Regions from separate parts of the Bombyx mori genome. Here region 1 is linked to region 2. The links are chromatin contacts, called in public Hi-C maps. All regions are on one chromosome and are shown on one strand. The core of a region is the stretch at or near the end of the contact, and the rest is flanking DNA. Distances in the headings are between cores, read along the strand shown. Region 1 holds the start of LOC101741678 (A disintegrin and metalloproteinase with thrombospondin motifs 7). Region 2 overlaps LOC101741678 (A disintegrin and metalloproteinase with thrombospondin motifs 7).

Evidence for each region. A called contact is a pair of places that touch in the nucleus more often than the background predicts.
Region 1: a contact with region 2 is called in a Hi-C map of midgut, with 1.5 times the contacts expected there. The contact joins the promoter of LOC101741678 here to the enhancer-like site in region 2. A contact is called at or near these places in 2 of 7 Hi-C or Micro-C datasets (midgut and an unstated tissue).

What each region holds. Positions count from the first base shown.
Region 1 is chr21:8,570,103-8,575,103 of ASM3026992v2, forward strand. It overlaps LOC101741678 (A disintegrin and metalloproteinase with thrombospondin motifs 7), which reads right to left and starts at 2,970. Exons shown (of 20, transcript XM_038018510.2): 1 at 2,468-2,970.
Region 2 is chr21:8,485,934-8,490,756 of ASM3026992v2, forward strand. LOC101741678 (A disintegrin and metalloproteinase with thrombospondin motifs 7) reads right to left here. Exons shown (of 20, transcript XM_038018510.2): 8 at 2,817-2,930. Among protein-coding and RNA genes, the nearest start is that of LOC101737826, 24 kb to the left of the region's middle. Within about 2 kb of position 2,863, at least 5 of the 8 cell types and tissues checked have open chromatin away from gene starts, as enhancers often do.

The sequences.
Region 1 (5,001 bases), core at 1,720-4,219, 84 kb after region 2:
ATGCCAGATGGGTCTATACTTGATTAAGAATCAATTTTATTGTTCTGAAATATGAATAATTATGTATGAATAATTTTGAATAAGTTATGAGATAATAAAAATGACTAATAAAAAAATTCTTTGTTACTCGTAATATCGGAACACGTAAAATACGCAATGATCAAAACTTTATACTCGTAAGAAATTGACAAATATGAATCTAAGAGGAACGCGAATGCGAACGGATTCAAACGAGTCGTGTCAAATGTCACAGAGCATATGACACGATTTTATTACTGTCCATTTTTTTTATCTCAAGGATGATTAGCTTCTGATAGTTGATTTTTTTATGTAAACAAAGGTGCATTTTTTTAATGCCCTTTTAGGCAGACCAGCATACAGCCCACCTGATGGTGAGTGGTTACCGTCGCCCATGGACTTCAGCAATGCCAGGGGCAGAGCCAAGCCGCTGCTTACCGCTTAATAATCTCCACAAGACTCGCTTGAAGAAGGACATGTCATAGCGCTCGGGAAACACCGTGGTGGGGAGCTCATTCCATAGCCGGATGGTACGTGGCAAAAAAGACCTCTGGAAACGCACTGTGGATGATCGCAGTGGCTCCGTTTTTGGATGATCGCAGTGGCTTAGTGGCTATTTGGGTCTACGCAATGCAAATTAATATGGACATTCAACCCGATTGATTTTACATTAAATTAGTCTGCGATTACTTTAATTTCAACCTTATAACTCGGCGATTAGCGGTTTCGAATTTTTTCAATGGCCGCAATTCATTCGAAGTATTATTAATTTGTTTAAAACAGATCATCATTTTTACGATTTGGTAACATAAAACCTAATTTCCAAAAACGTTAAATGTTTTAACGTTCTTAATATGTATATAAAATATCGTTACATTTTTTATGTAAAGTTAACTGTTAAAACCTTGTTCAAATAATTGATGAAATGAGCAATATATTTGCTATTACATTTATAATAGGTTCGTGGGCTGTTGTTAAAATTTATGAAAGACAAAATTTTATGAAATTTAACGCTCAATCAAAAATACGATTATTTAATTATTATTTTTATCTTTTTACTAGCTGACCCAGCAGACTTCGTAGTGCCTAAACGTAAACCTTTGTATAAAATAAACTTAAAACAAATAAAAGGAATCCGTCCGACGGGGGACATATAAAAGAAAAAACAAAACTGTTATTTTTATTTAATTCCGAGGATTTTTATATTTATCTACCTTTTAAACCTTCTCTGGACTTCCACAAATAATTCAAGACCAAAATTAGCCAAATCGGTGCAGCCGCTCTCGAGTTTTCGCGAGACTAACGAACAGCAATTCATTTTTATATATATATATATATAGAAGAAGAAGATAGAAGATAACAGCTCTTTGAAGCTGAACTGTTCATGTTAGAAAGGCAAATTAGATGTGCCTCCTTTCTCCATAAATTTACTTTGTTCGAAAAAATTTAAAGCAAAGGTTATTAACACTTCTACTATGAAATTACAAAATTTGATGGCTGCACCGCGATTGCGTCAACAAATATATTCTAAATCTTAAAATTTTCAAGTTCAAGTCAAAGAAGAGTCAAATTAAATTAAGCATAAATTATTAGATAGCTTTTTGCAGCGATCTGATTCTACGCCATTAAGTCCTCGTTAAATTTTATTTAATATATTTATATTTGAAAATATTTTTACGGTTTAATATACTTTTAAGTATTTATTAAGTAGAACCGTAAAAGTAGTTTTATGTCTACGTCTCCCAAGAACCTTATAAGAGTCAACGAGTTTTGCAATTTATTTGCATTTTAATTAAAATAGTTTTAGTATGATATTATTGCAATTTAAATTTTTTACGATATAATTGATATTTCTTAATTAATCTTTCTTAAAGACACAATTCTAATAATCAAATTATGCAAAATTTACAAAACACACCATATAATTCCCAAGTAATTTAAGCAATGTATTAAAAGTGTGTCAATGAATAAAAAAATAGAATTATCTATATATTATAATAACTCTGTAATAAATCTAATATTTATTTACTTTTAAGTATTACATAACATAATTAAAGGATTATTTTAATGACTCAATATGTTTTGACGTGCGATAAAGATCTGAGATAAAGTATGTGTTTGGATAATAGAAAGTACCACCAGTTAGTAGTATGCAATTACTTAGCGACGGGTTATGTTTATTTATGTTGTTATAGCAAATATTATACGTATTATAGTACATTCGTATATTATAATGAAATCGCTTTTATGATGTTTAAGATGTAAAAAATATTACAACATTCATTACAAAAACTTATACGTGTGTATAAGGTTAACTTAAATTTTTAAATTTACATAATTAGTGTGCGATCATAATTCAGGTTCAATAGAATTGATAAACTCGGTTAATTAAGATAAAAATACCTTAACGCTGGCTAACCATTTAAAAAAAAGACGGGTGCATACTCACTCCAGTGAAGGTTGCGTTTCATGCGTCGGAGTCGTTAGTAGACGCTCCGTAGACGATACCGGCGAGTCGAATTTCGTTAGTAAAAAGTGAAATTTCTTGCGAAGAACGAAGTCTCAATACGCTAATTTCTTATTCATTTGTCGTGAAAAACGTGGATGCGCGGCACCAAAATTCAGTTCGCGCCAGATATATATATATTTATTATTAAACACGTGTATTATAAATAGAGATATGATTACCGTCGTCTAAAATAAATTTTAATTTATTTGATATTAAATTAACGGTGTTTATAGGTGTATTATTGGATGTAAGTGCGTTCGGGTAATGTCGGATGCGGCAGCGTGGGCAGAGCAGCTCGGAGAGTGAGCGCGCGTCGCGGAGTCTTGCGGGCCACTGACTACTCGCGCGCACACGGCTGCTGTCGATCTTCTACTCTTCCGATTTTAAAATTAAACGGCGCTTGCATGCGCTTTTCCGACATAAGCATAAGAACGTCGGCGACACACATGCTCCTGCCTTCCCGATTATTAGACACATTTTATGTTTTAACATTTTCAAATAATTGTAATATCAAAATAAATATATTAAATGGTAAGTTGGATTGTGTTCTGTTTTATGAATAGCAGAAAGACAAATAGAGACGCCTCATACCAATTTTCTGTTGCAAATTTTCTCCCGATTTTAAAATTAAGCGGAGCTTGCATGCGTTTTTCCGACATAAGTATACAAACGTCGGCGGCACACATGCACCTGCCTTCCCGATTATTAGACAAATTTTATGTTTTAACATTTTCAGATGATTGTAATATCAAAATAAATGTATTAAACGGTAAGTTGGATTGTCTTCTGTTTTATGAATGGCAGAAACACAAATAGAGATTCCTAATGCCAATTTTCTGTACCAAAGTTTCTCCCGATTTTAAAACTAAGCGGAGCTTGCATGCGCTTTTCCGACATAAGCATATGAACGTCGGCGACACACATGCTCCTGCTTTCCCGATTATTAAACACATTTTTCGTTTTAAAATTCACAAGGATATACATTTAAAAAAAATTGTAATATCAAAATAAATATATTAAACGGTAAGTCGGATTATCTTCTGTTTTATGAATGGCAGAAACACAAATAGAGACGCCTAATATGTACTAATTTTTTTTTATTGCCTTTGTAGGCAGACGGGCATACGGCCCACCTGATGGTGAGTGGTTACCATCGCCCATGGACTTCAGCAATGCCAGGGGCAGAGCCAAGTCGCTGCCTACCGCTTAATACTCTCCACAAGCCTCGTTTGAAGAAGGACATGTCATAGCGCTCGGGAAACACCGTGGAGGGGAGCTCATTCCATAGCCGGATGGTACGTGGCAAAAAAGATCTCTGGAAACGCATTGTGGATCACCGCAGTGGCTCCAGGTAGTATGGATGAACTCTACTCCGGTGGCGGGCGGTGCGATGGTAAAAACGAGATGCCGGTATCATCTCGAACAATTCCTCAGAGCACTCCCCATGGAACATACGGTACAAAATACAGAGGGAACAGAAGTCCCTCCGCAGACCCAGGGGTTATCTGTTGTAAAGTTTTGTTCGATTTTAAAATTAAACGGCGCTTGCATGCGCTTTTCCCACATAAACGAACTTCGGCGACACACATGCTCCTGCCTTCCCGATTATTAGACACATTTTTCGTTTTACAATTTTCAAGGATTTACATTTTAAAAAAAATGTTATATCAAAATAAATATATTAAACGGTAAGTTGGATTGTGTTCTGTTTTATGAATAGCAGAAAGACAAATAGAGACTCCTAATACCAATTATCTGTTGCAAAGATTCTCCCGATTTTAAAATTAAACGGAGCTTGCATGCGTTTTTTCGACATAAGTATACAAACGTCGGCGGCACACATGCTCCTGCCTCCCTGATTATTAGACACATTTTATGTTTTAACATTTTCAAATAATTGTAATATCAAAATAAATATGTTAAACGGTAAGTTGGATTGTCTTCTGTTTTATGAAAAGCAGAAAGACAAATAGAGACGCCTCATACCAATTTTCTGTTGCAAATTTTCTCCCAATTTTAAAATTAAGCGGAGCTTGCATGCGTTTTTCCGACATAAGTATACAAACGTCGGCGGCACATATGCTCTTGCCTTCCCGATTAATAGACACATTTTATGTTTTAACATTTTCAAATAATTGTAATATCAAAATAAATATGTTAAACGGTAAGTTGGATTGTCTTCTGTTTTATGAATGGCAGAAACACAAATAGAGACTCCTAATACCAATTATCTGTTGCAAAGTTTCTCCTAACGGAATTCGCACCCAGTACCTCCGGGAAACTAGTAGTAGTCAATGACATCAAGCACTCGACCAACAAAATAATTTAATTTAATTCCAAAACTCAAACGATAATAGATAAAAAATCTGAATAAATAGTATACCTCAGAATTAATGTATGCAACAATAAATTGACGTAGTATATGTTAGCCCCAAATTTATTTCGTATTTTAAGATATTATTAACGATATTGTA
Region 2 (4,823 bases), core at 1,613-4,112:
CTAGGCAACGAACGGTTGCCAAATAAAACTTGCACTTATTACCAAAATAATGCTAACATTACTACTATGTGTGATTATTTCGAAGTTCATTGTTGAGTTTCTGAAGTGGGTCAAAATGATATATGAGCAACGAGTAGCATTCTATTATTGAAATTTATTTCTCTGTGAATCTCACTTGTGCTGGATTCAGTTTAGTTTCTAATGCCACCCGAGAAACTAAACTTTATGTTGCCAGCTGTAGTCATTATTTACAGGGTAATAATACTAGAATAATATCTCGTTTATTGACTCGAATATTTTAGTTATGAAATCACTGAATATCGACTGACGTTGCTATCTGTACCTATACGTCACATCAACTCCGAGCGGTCGTAGAGATCATGGATCCGTGATGTTTCTGTGGTAATATATAAGTGAAAATAGTAAATATATAAGTGACCTATTTATGTTAAATCGACGATTTGAATCTGATGATGCAAAATATTTATATAACACGCATGCTGTATGGTTTGGAAAAGGTAAAGAATCGGTGTAAATATTTTACAAGAATTTTCTCTTTTTCAATGCTGTCAAGCATATGGCAATTTTTTTAATAATTTTTTTAAAAATAGCATAACAGTTTATTTTAATAAACTTTATTATCTTTTATGGTTCGTATTAACGTTGAGTTGTGTAATTTTCTACACAAACGGATATCTCAGAATTCTACTCATAAATCATCCTTGTGGTTTAAATCATTTCTGTTATCTTATCGTACATTAAATACTTTATGGGTTTATAAAACATTGAATAGATATCGTCTATTGCGAATTTACAGAAGTCAAAACATTCGCTATTTATAACGTACGATCTTAATACGTTATGAAATATTATGAGTTGGTCCACTTGAAAGTTATGTAACGCGGCTTGTATACATACTGGATTGTAGACAGTGATTGTAGACGTAAAGAAATCGTTTCGGAAATTGAAACGGGATGAACTAATGCCGTAACTAAAAAGGAAACCAATATTCGATTTACAAATTTGAACAGATTTATTAGGTATTATTTAACACATTGTCTTCCACGGTGAAGGAATAACATCGTGTAATAAAAATCAAACCCACACAATTATAATTTGCGTAATCACTGGTGGTAGGACCTCTTGGGAGTCCGCACGGGTAGGTACCACCACCCCGCCTATTTCCGCCGTGAAACAGTAATGCATTTCGGTTTGAAGGGTGGGGTAGCCGTTGTAATTATACTGAGACCTTAGAACTTATATCTCAAGATGGGTGGCGCATTTACGTTGTAGATGTCTATGGGTTCCAGTAACCACTTAACATCAGGTGGGCTGTGAGCTCGTCCATCCATCTAAGAGAAAAAAAAAACACATTCTTCTAAGTTTGACCTGTATATATGTAATCTATGCCGTGTAATCTGTCAACTTAATTTTTATACGGCAAGACATCCGATTAACTTTATAATTTCGACACGTATCAAGGACCGATACAATAATTTTATCCTTTCGGTTGAAAATTGTAATGGTCATTTATTAAATTTGAACAGATTTATTATTAATTGAACACGTTTTATTAGTTTAAACTGTCCTAAATATCTATGTCATGCATTATTTCAATATAATAATCTTCATCAACTTCAAGACGTCGGTTTGACTTGAAAATTTGCAAACGTATCAAGGACGACATTTAATTTAATAATCATATTACTTGGATCTAATAAAAAAAGGTGCATTAAAATAATAATTATTAAATTCGGTTAGCTATTAAATTTTTTTCAACTACATTTATTTAATTATTGTTTCTATTAAATTTTGATAGTGTAATGCATAAAATCGATCTAAATCTTGAAATTACGGTTATTATGGAATTTTGAACACTGGGCGAAGACTGGTTGGTATACACATTGTACTTGTCGTTTAATTGTGTTCATGGTTCATGCACTTCGAAATTTACGGGAAAGTAGTTAGCAGACGGGCTATGCATTTACCGCGGCACCAAAAATGCAGTATATTAGCTAATTAAACCTTGTTTTTTATTCTATGTAAACATGTTTTTATTTTATATTCATATTAGATGATGATACCAATCCGTATACGCTTACAATGCGCCCTACGATCAGTATAACGAGACGATTCAGGAAATATTTAGTTTTGAAATTAGAAGTAAAAAAACATTGAAAAAAAAATCTACGAATGTTGAATTCTAAACAACAGGAAAACCTCAAATTGATCTTCGATTTCATACTAATTAAGTTTTACAGAAATATGTATTTTGATAGGCCGTTTAAATATATATATTTTTACAGGGACCTGTAATTAAATTTATTAAATGAAAATAATGGTTTATTTTATTAAATCATGTTAGTCAATCACTCAAAAAAAAGGAATTGTTAAAGTCAATATTCTGACGAGGTTTTCTCATATGAAATCGCTAAATATATTTTTATCAAATAGTTTTAGGTGATCACACGATTAGCAATGATACGTGTCGGATATCATTAAAACTTTTTTGCGGTTTAATCTCGCGTTTTTATTGTCATTACATTAGCTTCGACGCTTCGAATACTGTATATACTGTATGCATACAATATAGTATACTGTGTACTGAATACTAAATAGTATACTAGTATACCGAATACTGCAATATTCAGCCCTTCGTAACTAAGCGAATATATGAGTTACAATAAAAAAAAAACGCAAGATTAATACGATAAAGTAGTTTTATTGAGTTTATTACTTGCAAAAGCCGAAATAAATACTATGAATACGGTATGTTTAATTGACGCGAACTTGAATGGAAGGTGTACTGTACTTACTTGTGTCCCAGCTCGTGTGTAATTGTGTGAGCGAGCATTATTCCGTTGTCTTCGTTCACAGAACAGCTGCGGTCCGGCTTGCACATACCCGCTACGTGTGCTACACCCAAAGTACTGTGTGAATAAGAAATTATCATAAGTTTTTAATTAGTACATCCAAATTTAGTAGCGTAAAAAATCAAGTATTGGAAATGCAGCGCTCTTATCGGTACAGGTTTTATGGTAATATTCGGCTTACTGTTTATCTGATTTGCCTATTTTCCGCTTCTTTAAATAAGACTCTCGATGGGATACAATCCATCTTGAGGTCATTCATCATAATAACGATAGGTCACGGCTTATCTCTGCCCTTGGCATTGCTGACGTCCAAGAGCGACAGAAACCACCCACCATAAGGCATAAGGCCGTATGCTTGCCTGCTTACAAAGGCAAATAAAATGTTTTATAGAAAATTATTATATACATAATATGATTAATTCCTTCTTATTTATTTGAAGCAAGTCATTGTAACGTTCGCAATAAATATACTTCGTTAACAAAAAAAATAGGATTTTAATATTATGTTCTGCTTAAATAATATAACAGGTAAATTTATATTATTGATTTGATTTTTCCTATTTTATTCTATTTTTATTGGTTCTATGGGATTAATAATAAATATAATAACATGTATAAATATGCCCCAGACATGTATTGTCTACATACACCCAGAAGATACACCTAGAAGATTTTTACTGGTGGTAGGACCTCTTGTGAGTCCGCGCGGGTAGGTACCACCGCCGTGACTATTTCTGCCGTGAAGCAGTAATGCGTTTCGGTTTGAAGGGTGGGGCAGCCGTTGTAACTATACTTGAGACCTTAGAACTTATATCTCAAGGTGGGTGGCGCATTTACGTCGTGGATGTCTATGGGTTCCAGTAACCACTTAACACCAGGTGGGCTGTGAGCTCGTCCACCTACCTAAGCAATAAAAAAAAAAAAAAAAAAAGATAACCAAAAATAATTTACATAGATTCCGGATTCGATTTTGAACCCATTGGTATATCGATCAGGCTTACTAATCACTACATCAACGATCTGATCAAAAGAGTACATGTCCAAAACATTTCTATTTTTTACGGTTTTAAGTATTAATTCAAACTAGAGGTCCCGCAGTAGTCGAAATTCGACTATAATTAATTGGAATTGTAAGTTTGTACACTATTATTGTATTTTATATTTGTTAATTTCGCCAAGACTACACTATAAAAAATATTAACAAAGACAAACCATATTCTATTCTCAATTTGACAACAGACGTCAAGAACAAAAGTTTGACAATAAATAGTTTGCATGCGTGTGTGCGTCTAATACATGGTATGTAGTGTGTGTAATGTTTTCTTTATTGATTTAATGTATCTTTTATGCATTAGTTTAAAAAAATATTAGCACTGTGCACTTCTTCTCTATATTCTCTATAAGTGTGGAAAATTTCATACTCCTCCGTCCGCGCAATTTTCGTAAAAAGGGATACAAAGTTTTTGCTTCACGTATTAATATATAGATTAGACGAGCCCCATGGAGTCATCCGAATTAAGCAACTAAAAGAGAATGAAACTCGTAGCATTTCCCCGGGATACAGAGTTACTTGTCACTCTCTCTAATCCATAAACTACTAGTCGGATTGTATATAGGTCATTGGTATGTAAAATCACGAACAAGAAAACACTGGGTCGTATTTATTCTAACCGATATTCCCGACATAGTCTGGCGTTGTTATCAGAATGTTGTAACACATTCAGGCTGTAAGCTATCTCTGTGCCAAATTTATTCACTGTTTTTTGCGCGTTTATGTAACAGACATCTAAACATACGAACAAATATTTAAATAATAATATTTTAATTTATGAACTCATTAAATAGGTACAGGAAAAACATTCTCATTTGAGTATGTTTAACGGATTTTCTGATAAAGTAATTTAATTAATCACATGATTTCATGGAAACGGTTTTAGTAAGTAAGAATAA